Regions from separate parts of the Sus scrofa genome. Here region 1 is linked to region 2. Evidence: chromatin contacts called from public HiChIP or PLAC-seq data. All regions are on one chromosome and are shown on one strand. Each heading gives the region's core, a stretch centred on a gene start, on an enhancer-like site or on the middle of the called end of the contact. The rest is flanking DNA. Distances are from core to core; before and after follow the strand shown.

The links. HiChIP or PLAC-seq counts read pairs in DNA pulled down with a chosen protein or histone mark.
Region 1: a contact with region 2 is called in an H3K27ac HiChIP or PLAC-seq map of skeletal muscle, with 4 times the contacts expected there. The contact joins two enhancer-like sites. A contact is called at or near these places in 1 of 47 Hi-C or Micro-C datasets (heart right ventricle) and 1 of 2 datasets of contacts at active chromatin or transcription factors (skeletal muscle).

The regions. Positions count from the first base shown.
Region 1 is chr15:137,880,665-137,885,888 of Sscrofa11.1, forward strand. It overlaps TRAF3IP1 (TRAF3-interacting protein 1), which reads left to right. Exons shown (of 16, transcript XM_021074958.1): 8 at 2,838-2,900. Among named protein-coding and RNA genes, the nearest start is that of TRAF3IP1, 20 kb to the left of the region's middle. Within about 2 kb of position 2,522, at least 3 of the 83 cell types and tissues checked have an H3K27ac peak or open chromatin away from gene starts, as enhancers often do. A contact at or near this core is called in skeletal muscle, where this site is marked.
Region 2 is chr15:137,527,759-137,533,044 of Sscrofa11.1, forward strand. The region is part of intron 2 of RAMP1 (receptor activity modifying protein 1); the gene reads left to right. Among named protein-coding and RNA genes, the nearest start is that of UBE2F, 37 kb to the right of the region's middle. Within about 2 kb of position 1,618, at least 23 of the 83 cell types and tissues checked have an H3K27ac peak or open chromatin away from gene starts, as enhancers often do. A contact at or near this core is called in skeletal muscle, where this site is marked.

The DNA.
Region 1 (5,224 bases), core at 1,272-3,771, 350 kb after region 2:
AAACTTCCTTATGCCACAGGTTCGGCCCTAAAAAGAAAACAAAAATAAAGCCAAAAAAACCCAACCACCTTAACACTCTACCTCTAAATTCCATCTAAATTCTTCAGCATGAAGCTCATAAAACCAAAAAAGACATGTTCCTGCACGACCACAAAATCAGAGTTTCACCGAAGAGATTTCTCGTTGCCAGAGGGCATCTAAGACCCAGGCTGTGTTCTGGTTGTCTCAGCAGTTTTATTTGCTTAAACACCAGGTCCTGTTAGGGTGAGCACCCTGCACGCTTTTCTTGTTCTTTTTGTCTCTTGTGTCTTTGAATCCGGAGCGGCTCCTCCCTGCCTTCTGCTCCAGAACGGTACTTTCTGCAGGCTCGCCTGTCTCCACAGTGTCTCTCCTCCCCAGCTGTCCGATTGCTTCCTTGGGGTGTCGTTTTACTTATGTAGCACCCCCCCGCCCCGCCCCCGCCGTATTCTTGATCAGCTTTGAGGTGAAGACGTCGCTTCGCCCTCGCCCCTGCCCATGTGACGCTGGGCCCTTTATCTCGTGTCCTTAGGATGCACTTAAAGCCTCTGCATCTGACCATGTGATGCCGAGACTGATCCCTGGGGCCCCTCATTTCAAACCCTGGTTGTGTGCGTTTCCACCAAGATGTGGTCAGCGACCCTGTGCCACTCAGCTCTGCAGAGAGCCAGGCAGAATGGCAGGCCGCCTGTGCCATGCTGGGGGCCATGGGGCTGGCCGGCAAGTTTTGAGAGAGGCGCTGGTGTGGACACTGGGCTCTGCCCACTGCCCCTGCTTTTTCCGTGTGGCCGCACTCGGGCCACAGCCCACTCAGGGCACGACGCTCGGTGACACGAGAGCCTCCAGGTCTGACACCAAGGCCACGTTCTTACCTACGAGGTTCCGTGATTGCCAGTGATTCAGATAAGAGACTTGTGCTGACTTGGGGGCCAGTTCGCAGTGGTCTTTACTCCTTCTGGGCGTGTTGTCTTTTTGGAGCTGTTGTTTGTCAAGCTGGTTAAACTGCCTTCTGTGATTAAGAATGGGTTGTAGGGAGTTCCTGTTGAGGCGCAGTGGAAGTGAATCCGCCAGGAACCATGAGGATGCAGGTTGGATCCCTGCCCTTGCTCAGTGGGTTAAGCATCCGGCACTGCTGTGAGCTGTGGTGTAGGTCACAGACACGGCCCAGGTCCCGCGTTGCTGTGGCTGTGGTGGAGGCCCGTGGCCATAGCTCTGATTCGACCCCTAGCCTGGGAACCTCCACGTGCCGCGGGTGCAGCCCTAAAAAGACAAAAGACAAAGAAAGAAGAGTGGGTTGTAGTATTATTAGTGAATGTGTGGTCTGCTTTATATACTCTTTCTATCCGCGTGATCTTGGGGTTTAGCAGAAGCTTACTTGAGACTACAACTAGCAATGTTAAAACAACCGCCATAGGCCTCTCATAAAAGAAAGAACTTTGAGAAGATAAAATTGTGCAGGGCAGCCTTCTTCTTAAGCTACAGACGGAAATAATGCCTTTGTAATTTACTGACTATGCTGGTGAGTTTTGCACAGTATAGAAAATATTTGACACTTTCAAATAATATACAACACCTAAAAGTTATTGGGATGTTTTCTTTTAAAATTGATAATCTATAGCTGCCAAACTTACATTTAGATTTGCTTTATTTTATTTTGCTTTTTAGGGCCACACCCATGGCATATGGAGGTTCCCAGGCTAGGGGTCTAATCGGAGCTCTAGCCGCCGGCCTACACCACAGCCATAGCCACTCAGGATCCTGGCCGTGCCTGCGACCTACCACAGCTCCCAGCAACACCAACCAGATCCTTAACCCACTGAATGAGGCCAGGGATCGAACCCACAACCTCATGGCTCCTCGTCTGATTCGTTTCCCCTGCACCACGACGGGAACGCCAAGATTTGTTTGTTTCAGAACTGAACGGTGTTTCCTGTTGGTTTTTTGGCTGCGTTCTATGGGATATCATAAATAATTAATTCCTTGAAACAGACTATTTAAGTCAGCATTTTAATAGATCGAAAAAAATTTTTTTAGAAAATTATGTTGTCCATTTTATGTAGTTCCATTACAGAAAGTAAAGCAGTTCTTTGATCATTAATGGCAGTTTAATTCTAACACAAGCCATTTCTTTGAGTGCTTTTAAGAAATTATAAGATAGGGTTTCAGGAAAGGAAACTTTCTCCCAGTTTTATTTTTGTCTCCTGATGGAGATTTTAAGGGAGTTGGGGGATGGGGGGGGCTTTAGTGACAAGTCAGGTTTCTACCCTGGGTGCTGCCACGATTCAAAATCTGTTCTTCCAGCATCCACTCCTTTTGTTTTTAATAGAAAAATATTTTATTACTTAGGCATTTGATATATTCTGTTTTTATAAATATTTGCACGTCACTCAGTAATCAGGAGGCGGGTATTTGGGAGTTCTCCGCATGGCTGAGGCTGAGCACCAGGCTGGGCATCGTTTTCCTGTTCGTCCTGCTTTCCGGAAGTTGCAGCCTCTTTGCAGCTTATGACTCCCAGGCCTGGCCGATAGTCGTGCTGGGTGGTTCTGGACGTAGCGGGGTTCTGGCTGTGGGGCCACAGGCCTCCGCCTGGCCGGGCTGATGGGCTCGGGGTCTGTGCCCCGGCCATGCCTGGGAGGGACCCCCTGCCTTCTTTGCAGTGCCGCCCGGGGTCCTCGTTGGTACACTTGGGGCCGGGAGTGGAGCTCGGTGAGGTTAACGGAGCCCGCTGGCCAGCCTGCCGTGCCCCCTCTTGAGGCTCCATTTTAACTGTCTTACGTCAGGAACAGAAGAAGCCAAAACTAACTCAGCTCGTGTTTCAGATGCTGATTCAGCTGGTCTGTGGCGAGACAGCGCTGAGCCCGAGCCCGCAGTGAAGCAGAAAGGTAAGAAGGAGGCCCTTCCCGCCTGGGCAACACGCTGGCTCTGTGGGCGCCTCTCTTCCCAGAGGCCGCGGCCGCAGCCCCCCGGCCCTCCGACCCACACGGGGCCGCACCCTCGTTCTCGGCGCCGTCGGGACCGAAGGTGCCCTTCTACGTAGAGAGGGTGGAACGTTCTGGTCATCGCCTGATGGCAGCACACCTCCCGCGTCCCCACTGTTCCTTCTGAGACTCAGTGCAGAGCCAGGGGGCCCCTGCTGGGTCCCGGAGGCCGAGCTGGCAGCCCCAGGCCTCGTGTCCGGAGAGGCCGTTCGCGCAGCTCAGAGCACCGTCGGGACCCTGGCTTTTCCGTGACCTGTGTGCTTGGAGAGTCTGAAGTCGAACCTCAGGGAGAGTCTGCTTTCGGCATAGTTTTCCTCAGCGTTCAAAAAAGGAGTCCTGCTCAAATACTTGCTCAGCATTTGTTCTTTAAGGCCCTGGAGCTCCTACCAGGCTTTTTTTTAAAAAAGTTATTTAGAAACAGTTTTTACGTCTGTGAAGTTTTCATATTAAAGCGCAGTTGATTTGCAGTGCCGTGCCACTTCTACCAGGCTTTTTAAGGCCCAGCCGCACCCCAGCACCAGCATCCCAGCACGGGGCAGGGCCAGGGGCGCCTGGTGGTGGTCGGCTTGTTCCAACCAAATATGTCTGTTGAAGGCTACTGTGTGGTGGGCGCTGAGGCTCCGGGCAGGGAGGGTGTTTGTGGGCAGAGGCCAGGCTGGAGCAGGGCTGTGGGAGCCTGTGCCCTGGGGACCAGGGGAGCCTTGCGGGGCGGTGGTGAGAGTTGGGGCCGGTGACCATGTTGGGGACAGTAGCAGCAGGAAGCTCATGACACTTGTAGGGCGAGTGGCTTAATTGCGGTCGGGTGAGTTCGTCTGGGAGGCTGGGCGGTGCTCCAGGGAGAGGAGGGCCTAGGCTGTGGTCCGGGAGCAGCAGCAGATTTCAGAAGCTCAGGGACAGCCGAGGCCGAGCTCAGAGGATGGCTTGTTGCCGTTTGCTGGTGGTGGGAGCTGGGCTGTGGGTGCCCTCGCCTGGGGTGGGGCGCGGTGGGGGGAGGCTGCCATGTCGGGGCCTCAGCCCTGGCTTTTGGGGATGCGGCTGAGCTGGTGGGGGTGCTGAGGGGGAGCCAGAGGGCCTGAGCATCCACACTGGGGGGCGCTGCGGGGTCGGGCCCCCTTGGCGCAGGATGGAGGCTGCTGTGCGCCTTCCCTCTGGACATCAGCTCGTAACTCAGCTGCCCCCGGCCACCCAGGAACCTTTCCGGGCTCCATGTGAACCTACAGTCTGTCCCCAGGGCTGAGGGCATGGGCTTTGCAGGAAGTCCGAGGCCCAAGTCGCACAGCGGCTGTCGCACAGGTCCCTTCCCGGCTCCTTTGCAAGCAGCCCATGGCCCGTCTTCCAGGCCTGTCCTCTGCGGTGTCCCTCTGTGGGCGGGGCCTCTGGGAGGCGCTGTGCTCCCGCAGGTGGGTCCTGTTGCCCTGAGCAGGGCTCCTCACCTCAAGAGCCCCTCTTTGGGGCAGTGCTTCTGTGGCTCTGACTGTGGTGTCCACAGGCCACAGAGAGCTCTCCAGGGCCTCCTGCCAACACACAGCTCCAGCCTCTGTGCCTGTGTGCTCCGAGGCCCATCCCTGGGGACCTGTGGGGTGTCCCTGCCTGCAGGTGGCCGTGGGGGATGGGCACCCCCGAGTGTCCTTGGCCTCACCTGCATCCGTGGCGGTTTGGCTCTCCTGCAAACTCATTCGTGCGCTTTGAGAGTGACACAGCGACAGTTCTGGTCCGCCCCACCCCGCAGCGCTTCCGCTCACTAACTGTGGGCGCAGGGGTCCTGTCTGTCCCCACCACGCAGCACTTGAAGGGCAAGGGCCCTGGTGAAGAGGCCAAGGCCCGCCCGCCCGCCTCAGGCTTGGGAGACGTTCTTGTTGTTGGAGCCCAGGGAGAAGCACCTGCTGCCGAGCAAGGAGGGCGGCTGCTGGGCTGGTCCCACCGAACGTGACCGCGGCCCAGGCCGGCCCCGCATGCCGGCCCCGTCCCGGCCTCCCCGTGGCTTCCAGGCTCTGCCACCTGCCCCCTCCTCTGTTGTGTTTCTCACCTCTGAGGTTCACCTTCTCCGCATCTCTGCTCTTCTCATGTAATAACACGTTGGAGTCATGGTTCTGTTTGGTCTTTGTCCTTCTCTCGTTGAAAGTAAAGCTGAGGCAGGAAACTGGCAAAGACAGTGAGGAAATGACCTTCCCTGATAGGCGTCCAGAGTGGTCCGTCCCCTGTTCTTCTCGGACCCCGTCGGGCTCGTT
Region 2 (5,286 bases), core at 368-2,867:
CCTGCCAGGCCCACAGCCAAATAAGTAAATTAAAAAAAAAAAAGTAATTAGACAAACAATGCATCTTTGTAGAAAACTTGGAAAGCCCCACAAAAAAGCAGAGATAAGAAAAGTCCTTCATATCACTGCCCCCTAGTGGTGATAACGCCTCCTTACACTCTGGGATCTCTCCCTCCTCCCACGTGGACCATTTTATGGGGGAGCCACATTGTATAACTTGGTCTCATCTGCTTCTTCTTTGGTTCAGCATTTTAACATAAATATTTTCCCACATTTTAAAATTTCTTCCTAAATATTGTTTTAGTAGCTACATAGCAGAGTCTCTCATAAGCAATTTTTTTCGTCACCACCCTGTTGTCTGCTCTTTTTTCCATAATTATACATCTACAATGGACATCTTCATTATTGTGTCTACGTTTCGTGTTATTAACTTAGGGTAATTCCCAGAAATAGAATGACTGGATCGAAGGGTATCCATGATTTTGAAGTTACTGGCACATAATTGCCAGATTGCCTTTCAGGAAATTTTTACCAATTTATCTTCTGTTAGTAATGATACGAGCACCTGTCGCATTTCACAATGCCTTGACTAGCACTGAGTGTTATTTGTAAAATGGATTATTTGGATGTTTGCTTCTTTTTTCCTTAAAAGTGAGGTTTTTCCAGATACTTATTAGTCATTTGTCTTTCAGAACTGTTCAGCCAAAAACATCATGAGGATCCGTCTTGACGTCTTGGACCGCCCCCCCCCAATCTATCTAACCCCACCGCATGTCAGTCTAGCGTTTTGGCAGGCTCCTCGGGCCAGCCTCAAATGGCCATCTTCCCCTTCCCCTGCTCTGGCTGCCAGGATGCCAGGTGATGCCACGTCCCTTCCTCCCAGCAGGTATTTAAAGCTGCTGGAAGCCACCAGGTTGTGAATTTTCCCAGTGAATGGAGGCAAATACTGGCCCAGAGAAAGGAAGCCAGAATAGTGGTTCTTGCTCAGCTCTTCCGAGGGCTTTGACACACATCACCTGGTCAACGTTTGAGTTTATAGAACAGGAAATGTACACTTGGAGTTCTCGTCATGGCTCAGTAGGTTAAGAACCCATCATGTGTCCGTGAGGATGAGGGTTCGATCCCTGGCCTTGCTCAATGGGTTAAGGATCCGGCGTGGCCATGAGCTGTGGTGTAGGCCAACAGCTGCAGCTCTGATTAGACCCCTAGCCCCGGAACCTCCATATGCCACGGGTGCGACCCTTAAAAATGAAAGAGATGTACGCTGAGGGGGCCACCCACCAGTTGTTGGGAAGAGGCGATGAGAAAACCACCACGAACTGGGCACCTGCTGTGGGTCAGGCCCTTGGTCTGCTAAGTGGGTACCCGTCTCTTCATTTGACTATAAGGAGACCAAGGCTTGGGTGGGTGAGATGAGACCCCTGGGATCGCTCAGGATAAGAGGCGGAGCTGGATGTGAACCCAGTCCTGGGGGCGCCAGGGTGCAGACTCCCATCCTCCACATCACCGCCAGTCAGGGCTGTGGGGGAACAACAGCAACCCTAGGTGTCCCCAGAGCAGACGACGCCCCTTGGGCGTCGGTGGGCACCTCCCTGGCAGTAAATAAACATCTGTGAACGGTGCCAGAGCCTTGACGTGGGACCCAGGCCTGGTGGAAACTCCCGGCATAGTGTTCCGGAACATTCCAAGCAGAGTTCACTCGGGGGCCAGAGGAGAAAGTCCCGGCCAAAAAGGATAATTACTCCCTTACAAGCGAAGTGAAATAGAGGGTTAGAGCGAAACTATTTCGTCCTGATTATCCTGCCCCTTCAGTCAGGACAGTGTTCTTTCGACAAAGAATGTCTGTACTCTGAGGGGAATGCGTTTATCGTGGCCTTGCTGACAGAGCTCACAATATTTATTGAAAGTTTCAGCTGTCACTTCTGTATAAATAAACAGAATGAAGTGGGCAGCTGACTGCACTTGGGAGATATTTTTAGGCGGGGATGGCTTTGCAGACTGGCAGGGCATTTCAAGGAGACCCTGGCTGGTCCCAGAATAGCCCACCACCGGCTCGGGATGGGCGTGGCCTCCCGTGGGGTCCCTGGTGTCACAGGTTCCTGGGGCAGGGGCTCCTTCCCACCCAGGCTGGCCAGCCCGGAGATGGCGCCACCTCCTTGTGGGACCGTCTCTGTTCCAGAACCTTCTCCAGCGAGCAAACTGGAGGGTTGCCGGTCTGTCACTGGGTCTGCAGAACACTGAAAACCACTCGTTGGTTTGGGGGGTCTGAGGTGGGGAAGAAGACAACCATGCCGCCCTAGAGCTGATCCACAGTCAGCTCAAGAGAGTTCCCTGGTGGTCTAAAGGTTAGGACCTGGCACCTTCTGCTGTGGCCTGGATTCAGCCCCTGGTCTGGGGAGTTCCCGTTGTGGCTCAGCATTAACGAACTCGACTAGCAGCCATGAGGATGCGGGTTGGATCCCTGGCCTCACTCAGTGGGTTAAGGATCCGGCGTTGCCGTGAGCTGTGGTGTAAGTCGCAGACGTGGCTCAGACCTGGCGTGGCTGTGGCTCCGATGAGACCCCCTAGCCTGAGAACCTTCATATGCCATGGGTGTGGCCCTAAAAAAAAAAGAAAAAAAAAAGGCCCTGGTCTGGGAACTGAGATCTCACATCAAGCTGTGTGAGGGGGAAAAAAAAAAAAAAATTTTTTTTTCCTTTGGCCAAAAAAAATTGCTAAAGAAAACCAACCAGCTCAAAAGGCTGGACTTGGGATTTTAACAGTCCCTGACACATATGTACTAACCTTGTGATAGGCCTTTGATAAACACTTATTCTTTTTTTTTTTTTTTTCCACAATGAGACCCCGTCTGTTCTGACTTCCTCTGGCTTTTCCACTTCTGCTTTCCACTTGCAACATGAGTCCTTGTTCACTTGGAAAACCACACACCCCTGGGGCATGGATCTTACCTACCCCCCCGCTGCCTCTGCCCACGCTCTCCCGCATGGCGTGCCAGTCTAGCCACTCACACAGACCAAGGGAGTCTGCAATGACCCAGTGGGCAGCCAGGGCAGGAAAAAACAAACAAACAAACAAAAAAGCAGTGACCCAGCAACTTAGAGACCATATGATGGGGGCTGGGGTCGAGGGATGCTTGGGTGCCGGAGAGCCCCAGCCTTTTCCTTACAGCCCTTCCAGGCCGCCCTGATTCTCTCATCAATGTTGACTTATGGCCTCTGCTCCATTTGCTCACTTCCTGGACAAAATTAAGGGAAAGTATATTCTCTATACCTTCACTGGTACTGTGTATGGAGCTCTTCCTCTCTTTGTGTGGGTCCAAAATTGCTTCTGTTCTATATATATCTATATATATATTTGTCTTTGTCTTTTTAGGGCTGCACCCACGGCACATGGAGGTTCCCAGGCTAGGGGTCAAATCGCAGCTACAACTGCCAGCCTACACCACAGCCACAGCAACGCAGGATCTGAGCCACATCTTTGACCTACACCACAGTTCATGGCAACGCCAGATCCTTAACCCACTGAGCAAGGCCAGGGATCAAACCCGCAACCTCATGGTTCCTAGTCAGATTCATTTCCACTGTGCCACAATGAGAACTCCTCATTTTTTCTTTTTTTGGTCTTGTTTGGGGGTGTCTAGCCTTCTGAGTTTTGGGATTTGACATCTCATTATTGTTGGAAAATTCTCAGCCATTATTCCTTAAATATTTCTTCTGCCCCACTCCTTCTCCTTCTTTTGGACTCAAATTACAAATTGGAGTTGGCATCATTAATAATGCTGTTAATTGACCTCAGCTCTTGTTTCTTCTTTTCCCTTTTTTTTTTTTAATGGTTAGTATCTACTGACCCATCTTCAGGTTCACTAATTCTTTCCTCAGACGTCGAGTCTGATGATGAGCCCATCAAAGACGGACTCCGATACTCACGGAGGTTCCTCCCCCCCCAAGTATCTCTTTGCCTTTCTTACAGTTTCTATCTCTCTGCTGAAAGCCTCTGCTTATGCATATTGTCTGCCTTCTCAACGAGACCCTTTATCATATTAACCTTTTTCAAATTCCCTATATGGCAGTGACCATATCTGGGGCATCTCTGAGTCTGATTCTGTTGATTGCTTTCTCTCTTGACCGTGGGTCTTCGTGTTTTATTGAATGCTGAATGTGCACGTGTAGAATAGAGGAGATTGAGGTAAACAGTATGTACATCTGGAGCTGGGTAAGCCTCTTCTCCAGGCTGTTAGTGTGGGGTGTAAGTCAGTCTTGGGAGGAGTTGGACTGGGATTGGGATTTGTCATTGCTGTGGTTTCCTCTGAGCACTGCAGGCTCCTCAGATACCTCAAGCACTGGGCTGCCTTTGCCCTGTACTCAGGGTGGGGCTAGAGAACTTTCCTCAGTGTCGTGTGTCCCACCTGCACACCTGTGCCACAGGGTGGGTCTCTCTCCATCTTCCTGCAGCAGGCTGCTGTTCCTTGGTTTTCTTTGCCAGGTTTGTACTGAAAGTAGAGGAAGCGGTTCCCTGTGTCCTGGTCCAGCCTCAGCTTAGAAAGACCCCTTGCCCTCAGCCTCAGCATTCCTGCTCCCCCTCCCTGTGGCAGCCAGTCTCTGCCCTATTTCTATGGGGTCTTGGGTGCGAGATTCCTGTCCCTCCCCAGTGACCGAAGAGGTTTGGTATCTTGCAGGATCCTAGGTCCATGAAAGTTTCCTGCTACCCTCTCAGGGGAACAGTCTTTTTCCAGCCATGGTGTGTCTTCTTGTGCCCTGGAGCTGACGGGCTGTGCCATCCCTTCCTCGGTCAAGGCTTCGCTTCCTGGAGAAAAGGGTCTGGGAAAGTGGGAAGGGCTTTGGGCCTGTTCATCATGATCCACTGCTCTTCCTCCAGGGTCCCGAGGCTGTCGCTGCTTTTGTGAGAAAGATTAGGGAAATGTGTGCAGCCACCAATGCCCCGACGGCCCCTAACCTTTCTCAGCACCAGAGCCTCATGGGAAAGAGCGGAGAATCACAGAACTGCCAGTGCATCTGGGGCCCCAGAAATTCCAGACTGACCTGCAGCCCACACCTGGCCCTGGGCAGTTCATCATTACGTAGCTGGCCTGGCAGCTGCACCTTGCTCCAGGCACTGCCCCAGGGGAGCCAGTCCCGGCCTTGCTCCTCCTTGAAATTCAAGTCCCTTTGCTGCCTTGCAGGCTCAGCTCTCTAACGGACTCAAGAAAACGTATGATTTTGTCGTTTCCTCAGCGTTTGTTGTTGTGCGTGTGGGAGCAGCACTCCACAGCTTCCTCCATTCTAAGCA